2 separate regions of the Hordeum vulgare genome follow, and region 1 is linked to region 2. A link is a contact called in public Hi-C data. All regions are on one chromosome and are shown on one strand. The core of a region is the stretch at or near the end of the contact, and the rest is flanking DNA. Distances in the headings are between cores, read along the strand shown. Region 1 holds the start of LOC123448783 (transcription factor TGA2.2). Region 2 has its middle 290 kb from the start of LOC123448783.

Region 1 (3,893 bases), core at 325-2,824, 290 kb before region 2:
TATGGAATGTAGTAACAACTTGAGGAGAATATAGATCATTTATCAGCCCCTAATAGCTAATACGGTGTTCATATCTAAAATATAGGGGGCATGCTTAGTCAGCTATGTTTAAAATGCAGGGGGTGATAATAAATTATCATGAACAGCCCTTCTATTTGTCAAAAAAATGGGGCAGAGTATCCAAAATACTCACACATTTCACACTTTAATGTATTCCACACTGAATATTTCCCACCTGATGAAACTGATAGTGCAGCAGCAGTAGTCCTGTTCACTTTTGCAAGTTGATATGTAATTTAAGAAGTTTGTTGTTTCTTTAGGAACTGGAGCAAATGTGTACAACAATCTGCAGATGGTAACATGGACATGGCAAAAGAAGCATCAAGCATTGGCATCAAAACCATCCAAGTTAAACGTGTGCGCTTCATACAAATGAAGTCTACCATATCTTTTATCTAATACAGTACCAGTTTTCACCTATTGTTACACTTTTATATGCACCACAACTCAGGATAGACACATTACATACATTATTTCCAATTCTCTGCCTAGCTTCCACAAAAGATCAAACCAGGTGCCTAATGGATATGGATAGAGAAAAAAAGGTTTACCCTTTGATTCTTATCGTCAGTGTCCACAACTATGGATGTGTCAGTCCTCGAACTAGCATCAGCCATACCGGGGGTTTTCCAGCTCAAAACAACGGGACAACAAATCGCTTTGTTGTCCCTTTACTTGAAGCAGGGTAATAAGGGCGCCTGTATCCTTTAGGTGTCAGAGATCACTCCGAGGCCAGAGCCGTCACCTATCCATCACAAGAAAAGCAAACAGATATCCACACATGTTAGCACCGCACGTAAAGGCTGTCCAGCAGTGACAAATTCAGCAGTCTAAGCGCAGACATATCTTACTTTTTCAAAGTCAAATTATCTGTAGGCACGGGATCTGCAGAGAAGCACGCAAGAGATAGTGAGCTGCCACGGTGAGGAAATTCGAGGTGCCTAGGCACTTTGGCAGATCGTACCCTTCCCTTATAGTAGCAAGTAATTCCAAAAGTAAACAAGTACAGCAGGACAACAGCAGGGACGGGAGAGAATTCAAGGCAAAGGAAGCGGCAAGTACAGTTTTTTGCTAGCTCGTAGCGTCAATAACTAAGCTTTAGGCCGGCCGGCCTACCTCCCCCAACAGCTCAGCCGGCGCCAAAGCAGCGGGAAACACCTAAGAAATTCGGAATTAAGAGCCGTCTCCAGCCCGACCTCAAAGCATCTCGCGAGCTCCAACCAGCAGCACCAACGCGACAATTGTATGGAATCGGAGGTGGTGCCAAGGAATCAGGCAGGAGAGAGAGCAGGATTAGGGCTTTCCGCTTACCACGGGGGCAGTGTCTGCGGCAGGGGAGGAGGTCGAAAGGGAGGGAGAGGCCGCTCGGCGTACGGATTTGGACGAGACCGGCCGGCGGCCGGCGCCGCGTGAAGCGGAGGAGCAGAAGACGGGGTCGGGACGGCAGCGCGGAGAGAGAGAAGAGGAGAAGAAACTGGGGCGGCCGGGTTGGTCAGAAGGGAGAGAGAGGGGCGACGACGGGGTGGGGTGCGTGCGTGGGCTTCTAGTCAAAGGGCTGAAGCACGGCGGCTGACGGGTGGGGTCTGGGCCCACGCCAGCGGTGGGGTTTGGTGAGAAGAGTGGGAGGTCCGCGTTCGGCTTTGCTTTCCTACCACCTGGGGCTGGGCCGCTCAAGCACGACTCCAATATGGACTTTCTCCATCTCTACAGGGAAAATAAGCCATGAAATCATATACATATGCACGTCATAAATCGCTGTTCGGCGTCCGTTTAGCCTCACTCGCCTGAAAAGCATTTTGGGTCGTTCGATTTCGGAAAAAAAAAACAGTCGACGGAGGAAAGGAAGAAGCATGCGCCGCCGAGCCAGAAAATCCCTGTCGGTTTATCTTAAGATGACAAACGACTGCCTTCAAAAAAACAAAAGATGACAAACAACTCCAACATTTATGGAGTGACAGACAACCTCATTATCTATCTTAAATGCAAGTTCTTCGGAAAAAAATCCTCACCGGCCACAGGGCGGTGGCAGCAGGTGGTTGTGTCGGTGGTAAGTCGGACAATTTGAGAAAAAAGATGAACATGAGATAGGGTTGAAGGTTGAGGAAAGCATATGATCGTTTATTTTCCATCCAATGACTTATAACAGACTGGTTGACCCAAAATTCTCTTTCAAACGACTGTCATCTAGCTAGTCCCTTCAGGAAGGAAAATTATTGTTCGACTTGTCTTTTTTTCTTTACAAATGTTGTTGTATCAAGATAAAAAAAACTCTCACAACTCGCAACAGACGTCTTTTGAGTTTTTTTTTTCCAGCAAAATTAAAGAACTCTTTTCGTATGAAACGACTCTGGCACTATCGGCTAGGTTTGTGACTAGAAAACCAGATGGAGTTCATCCAACACTTCGTGACCTTCACAATGCAAGATTTCTTTGCACAAAGGTGGGTCGAGACATTAGCATGTTTTCTTAGAGCATTTACAACCGAACGCCTCAAATCCTCATTATACATCCGGGTGGACGGTTCTGACTGGTTAAAAAATACGATCCAGGACGGGCTCCTCGTACCGGCCCTAAACACCCGGACTGATCGGCGCCCCTCATATCCAGCCCAAATCTGAAACGGATATGGGTAAGCTCGGACGTGCCCGTCATGTGGGACCAGACATGCCGACCCCATCCCAAGTTGCACCAAATCCTCCCCCAACCTACTGATTCAATTTGTTCCCCGCCCCTCTTCTCACTCTTGCGTGTTGGTCCTCCCCTAGCTGTAGTGCCACCCTTGCTTTGTCGTCGTACTAAGCCCTAAGAGCCCGCCAGCACCACCACAATAGTCCTCACATCCGTGCTCACCATTGCGGACATTGTCGTCGGCCCGGACACCACCATGGTACGTCCGACAACTCTTAGCTTGCCCCTTGCCCTTTAAGTATTCGACTGGTTTTTCGTGATTGTTTTGTAGGCAAAACGATGGATTCACATGGTTTATCAGGCGAGGCTCGACATAGCTTGATGGCATGATTCAAATGAGTTATTCGATTGTCAAATTGGACGAAGAAGCCGAGATGATCATGATCATGATCATGAGCATCCAACAGGAAATGGGACGGAAGGTGAAGCACATTCTCAACTTCAAGGGCTTGATCAAAGGGAGAAGAGTTCTGAAGTAGGATAGGGTCTTTGGAGCACGGCTACTCTACCAAAAAATCGCCCTATGATCAACTAAGAACACTATGAAGATACAATAAAGATTGGGATCATGATCGTTATCGTCATCGAGTTGCAACAAAAGAAGAGCGTGTTAGTGTAGACCGTACTTGGAGTCCCTTGAACCGTCAATGAACAATCTCGTGAACCGCCCATGAATAGTCTCTCGAACCAAAGACCAAAAACACGACCTGTCTACTTGGTTGCAAGTGTGCAACCTTCACGATCCCGGTGCTTCGTCGTCCAGAGCTAATGGTCGGCAAAGAATTAGAGGGAGGAGATTAAAGCCACATTGGTCTTCTAATTATGATGATTAGAAGAACTAGCCCTAGCTGTAATTAGTCAACTAGGACCAATTAAAACTAGAACTAGAAGAACTAGAGGAGGCTCCAAAACTTTTGTCTCAAAAGGGTGGAAATCCTCTACTATATATAGGTGGATGGGAGGAGGAGGGGCGCCACACAAGGAGGTAAAGGACTCCCTCCTTGGACGACCAAGAGGAGGGGGGCTCCCCTCCAATTCGGCATCCTTCCTTTCCCCAAGTGGGAAAGGAGGCACCACCTCCAGTGGGGTCTCGGGCCCTTGTGCCCCAAGTTACCTTCTCTGGTTTAGCCTTTTAAGTCCATTGA
Region 2 (4,179 bases), core at 484-2,983:
CTTCTAGGAATCAGGGGGAGTATCTTCCTGGACTACCTCTGCTCAAAGAGTCATATTACCCTCTTTCTCTTTGTGAATTCATGTTTCGTGTCCTCGTCAAGTACTTTAATTGAAAAACTTATGAAGTAGAATTCTTTCGGGTGATGGTACTACAATGGATGATCTTTCAAGATGATGGTACTAATTGGGCAATCATGTGATGATTCTACATGTACAAGCATAAATTAGGGATATTGTTGTGATTAGTTAGTACAAATTAATTAGTCAAAACTCTCCCCTTGCCCACTCGTCATCCGTTTGACATCTGCAACCGAAACATCTTTTAATTCTCTCCGAGTCTTCGGGAACCACCGTCTCTCTAGATCCTCACGTTCATTCCATCTCATATATATTGTACATGTAACTATGAATCAGTAGAAGTTTTGTCATTCACTTCAATCAGTATTGCCGCGAAGATATCTCGACATTGGTAGCAATTTCCTCTTTGTTTATGGTCATAAGTGTGTCCATGGTTCTAGTTATCACATTATCCGTTGTTATTTTTTTGCATGGCCCCCTTGCATCACCTATGCTTACTATTATCTAATACTCCCTCTGTCCCAAAATAACTGTCTTAACTTTGTACTAGCTCTAGTACAAAATTGTACTAAGCTTAAGGCACTTATTTTGGGACGGAGGGAGTATAAACTAGATATTTTTATCATATCTTTCTGGGATAACTTTTAGATGTCCATCGTATATTTTGTTAAGAAAAAATTGGGGTAGCGCCTCGCTTATAGCAAGACCTAGCATGCTCTTAGGTCAGTCTTCTCTCTAAATGGACCTGCCTAGTGGCGTGGGAGACCACGTCCTAGTTTTTTTCATGTATTTTTGTTTCCATTTTTTATACTTTTGTTTATAATCTCGTATTTGGAAAATTTTAACCAGCCATTTGAAACATGTAAAAAAAGTGTTGACCATATAAAATGTTAACAAGCATTTTAAAATGCTAGATGTGTATAAAGAAAATGTTTCTCATGTATAATTTTTTTGTAAAATGTGTGTTGAAAAATTGATCATGTATTTAGCAAATATTAATTAAGAATTTGAAAAATACATATTAAATAATTATTTAGAATATTTTAATCAAGCCTTCAGAAATGTTAAATGTGTGTAGAAAATGTTGACCATGTTTCAATAAAATGATAATCTTATATTTGGAAATTATTAATCCAGTATTTAAAAATGTTAAAATATGCATAGAAAAATGTGATCATGTATTTAAAAATGTTAATAAAGTATTTAAAAATATATTATTTGAGCATTTAAAAAATGCTAAAAATAAATATAAAATATACTTTGACCATATATTATAAAAACACTCTTGATGCATACACTAAATGTAGAATGCAAATAAAAGAAACAAAGAAAAATTCAAAACTTTAGAAGAAACAATGCCAAAGAAAAAGGGAACAGAAAATGAAAAATGATGAAACTAGTGCAGAAAGAATGGAAAACGGAAAGAAACAAAGTAAAACCAAAAAAGAAAAGAAACCATTGAAAAAGAATTACAAAAATTAGGAAAAACTGAGAAGGAAAAAAATGAACAGAATAAATGATAGGAAAAAAGAAATAGAAACGAGCCGGTCCAGAAACAGGAGATCAGGAAAAACGTTCAGCAAGATGAGAGCTATTCTTGCTATAAGCGAGATACAGCTCTCGATGCGGTGCAGGTATACACAGTAAATCTTAGTTGAAGAAAAGCCTTGGGCTAATCTGAACGTTGGGCCGGCCTGGATACTTTGTGCCAATAACGGGGTTCATTTAACCCATGACCTCAAATTTGGACGCACCCCGCACCTAAAAAGCGAATCCTTTCATAAAATATTGCTTCAAAGCTATAAAAATTTCTTATATTGTACTCCTTCCGTAAACTAAACGCTTTTATATTAGTTTACAGAAGAAGTAATATTAAGGAAGTACTTATAAAACAGATGTCCAGTTTTTAATAGTTACAAAGTTCAATGACAGGAACATCAATTAGTTTACCATCGAAATGAACATTTAATAGTTACAAAGTTCAATGACAGGAACATCAATTAGTTTACCATCGAAATGAACATCAATTTTTCTTTTGACTGTGACATGAACATCAAATTATTTGCACACGGAGTCATCAAATCCGGCAGCCTCTAGAAGGTCAGGCATATTAAACAAACCATCTTATTTGCAGGACTCTTTCGGATATGACGGTGATGGATTAGGTTCTAGTTTATGCCGTCGTCCAAAGCTAGCTTAGTTTTTCATTTTTGAAATGGAAAGCTTAGGTTCGTTAATCATACGTACCAAGGGTGACCACAGAACTAATTTCCTCTGCTTGTCGTAAGTAGTATTTGTATATGTTATTCCCTCCGTTCCTAAATATAAAACATTTTAGAGAGTTCATTATAGACTACTGAAACAAAATAAATAAATCTATAATCTAAAATATATTTATATAAATCTGTATGTAGTCTATAATAAAAAAATCTTTACAATATTTTATATTTAGGAACGGAAGAAGTAGAAAATAGCGAGATAGAGAGATAGGGGAGAGCACCAATAATGAAGTATGCTGCTTCCATTGCTTGAGTCGTAGGCAGTTGACGAAAATCAGGTCAGGGGAGACATTTTCCGTCGGTCCGAAACTTTGAACAGTTCTTGACCAACCATGGACTAGGGACCGGGTTTGCCGCGGTGCTAAGTACTCCCTCCGTTTTTAAATATAATTCTTTGTAGAGATTTCACTAATGGACTATATACATCCGTATATAGACATACTTTAAAATATAGATTCAATTATTTTGTTTCGTATGTAGACCCTTAGTGAAATCGCTTAAAAGGCTTATATTTAGGAACGTAGGGAGTACTACAGTAGTCGGAGTACGAGCTAGCAAGCTGGCACCGTTTCGCGCTTCAGATTGACAAAAGGATCGGCTCTTTGTCTTAGCTTGTGCGCGTACTGATCTGTGGCCGGAGGTCCTTTGTGGAAACGCATTGTTTACTGTTTACTCGGTTACTTCCAATTCCAAAGAAAAACACGCCGCTGAGCATGAGCTGGGTCTCCGGGGTTTTCCTCCTTTCTTTCTCTTGAAGGTACGATGAGCGATGAATAGATGCAACTATTTTTACATGTTGGTTGTGGAAACGCATTGTTTCTAGCGGATCAAAAGTTCGCTCTCAAACGCAACCATGGTTGACCTATTAGTTAACAAATTGGAGAGGCTGAAGGCGACAAGTTTGGTCCACTTAGGGCATCTCCAATGCTCGTTCGCAAACCAGACACCTCATTCATCTCCATACACGGGGACGAGTCTGCGGATACGGATGCGGGAGCCATCCATTCATAGTTAGCCGTATACATTTTAAATACGATACAAATTATTCGGATGAAATTTAAGCAAATCCAATGTAGTTCATTAAAGTTTGCTGATAATTTATATAAATGATCGATATTTCAGTTGCTTTACTAAAAACTAGAATAACCTATACCTTGTAGTGGATGACCATCTCATAGTTTTGGCCACCCTGCCCGACCGCACTCTAGCTGAGGTCCCTCCAGTGGTTGCATGGTATTGGTGGACCGCGATAGCCTTATCCGGCCGCACCTTGGCGCTCGCGAAGGAGCCGCTTCCAACTGTCTGGTCCGGAGGGTTGTCGCGGCCAATGCCGACGGCGCACACAAAGACATGGTAGAGGCTTGCCCCCGGCGGTGCTGGTGGAGGAGTCACTTAGCGACACTCCTGATCTTGGCGAGCTTGCCATCAAGGCGGTGGCAGTGACTCGTGGCCATCTCTGCAGTGGTGACGAAGCGGTCGAGGGTCCATGCGGTACGAGGTCTGGGTCGTTATAGACCATTTCGATGCGGCATCCGACTTGGAAAACATAGAGCGACATGCAGTGTTGTGCCGCTCGTAGTGCTCCATTGCATCACCATCCATTCCTCCTCGGACATGACAACCCTTGACCCCGACGGACCGCCGCCACCGGTGCCTTCGAGGTAGTGGAGGATGCGGCTCGTGCCTTGCTCATCGCGGGTGGTAGCTCACACTTGATGAACTATCGACGGTGGTTGGGATGGGACGGCGATGGAGGCCCCTCAATACAAGTAGAGCGGTTGTACGTCGGCAGCGACACCAACACGTGCTTCACACGGTACCT

The links. A called contact is a pair of places that touch in the nucleus more often than the background predicts.
Region 1: a Hi-C map of leaf shows a contact between it and region 2, with 2.2 times the contacts expected there. The contact joins the promoter of LOC123448783 here to the enhancer-like site in region 2. A contact is called at or near these places in 3 of 6 Hi-C or Micro-C datasets (leaf and seedling).

What each region holds. Positions count from the first base shown.
Region 1 is chr4H:415,133,688-415,137,580 of MorexV3_pseudomolecules_assembly, reverse strand. LOC123448783 (transcription factor TGA2.2) reads right to left here and starts at 1,574. Exons shown (of 11, transcript XM_045125788.1): 1 at 1,372-1,574; 2 at 912-945; 3 at 612-805; 4 at 236-346.
Region 2 is chr4H:414,839,150-414,843,328 of MorexV3_pseudomolecules_assembly, reverse strand. No RefSeq gene overlaps it. Among protein-coding and RNA genes, the nearest start is that of LOC123448783, 290 kb to the left of the region's middle. Within about 2 kb of position 1,733, at least 2 of the 3 cell types and tissues checked have open chromatin away from gene starts, as enhancers often do. A contact at or near this core is called in leaf, where this site is marked.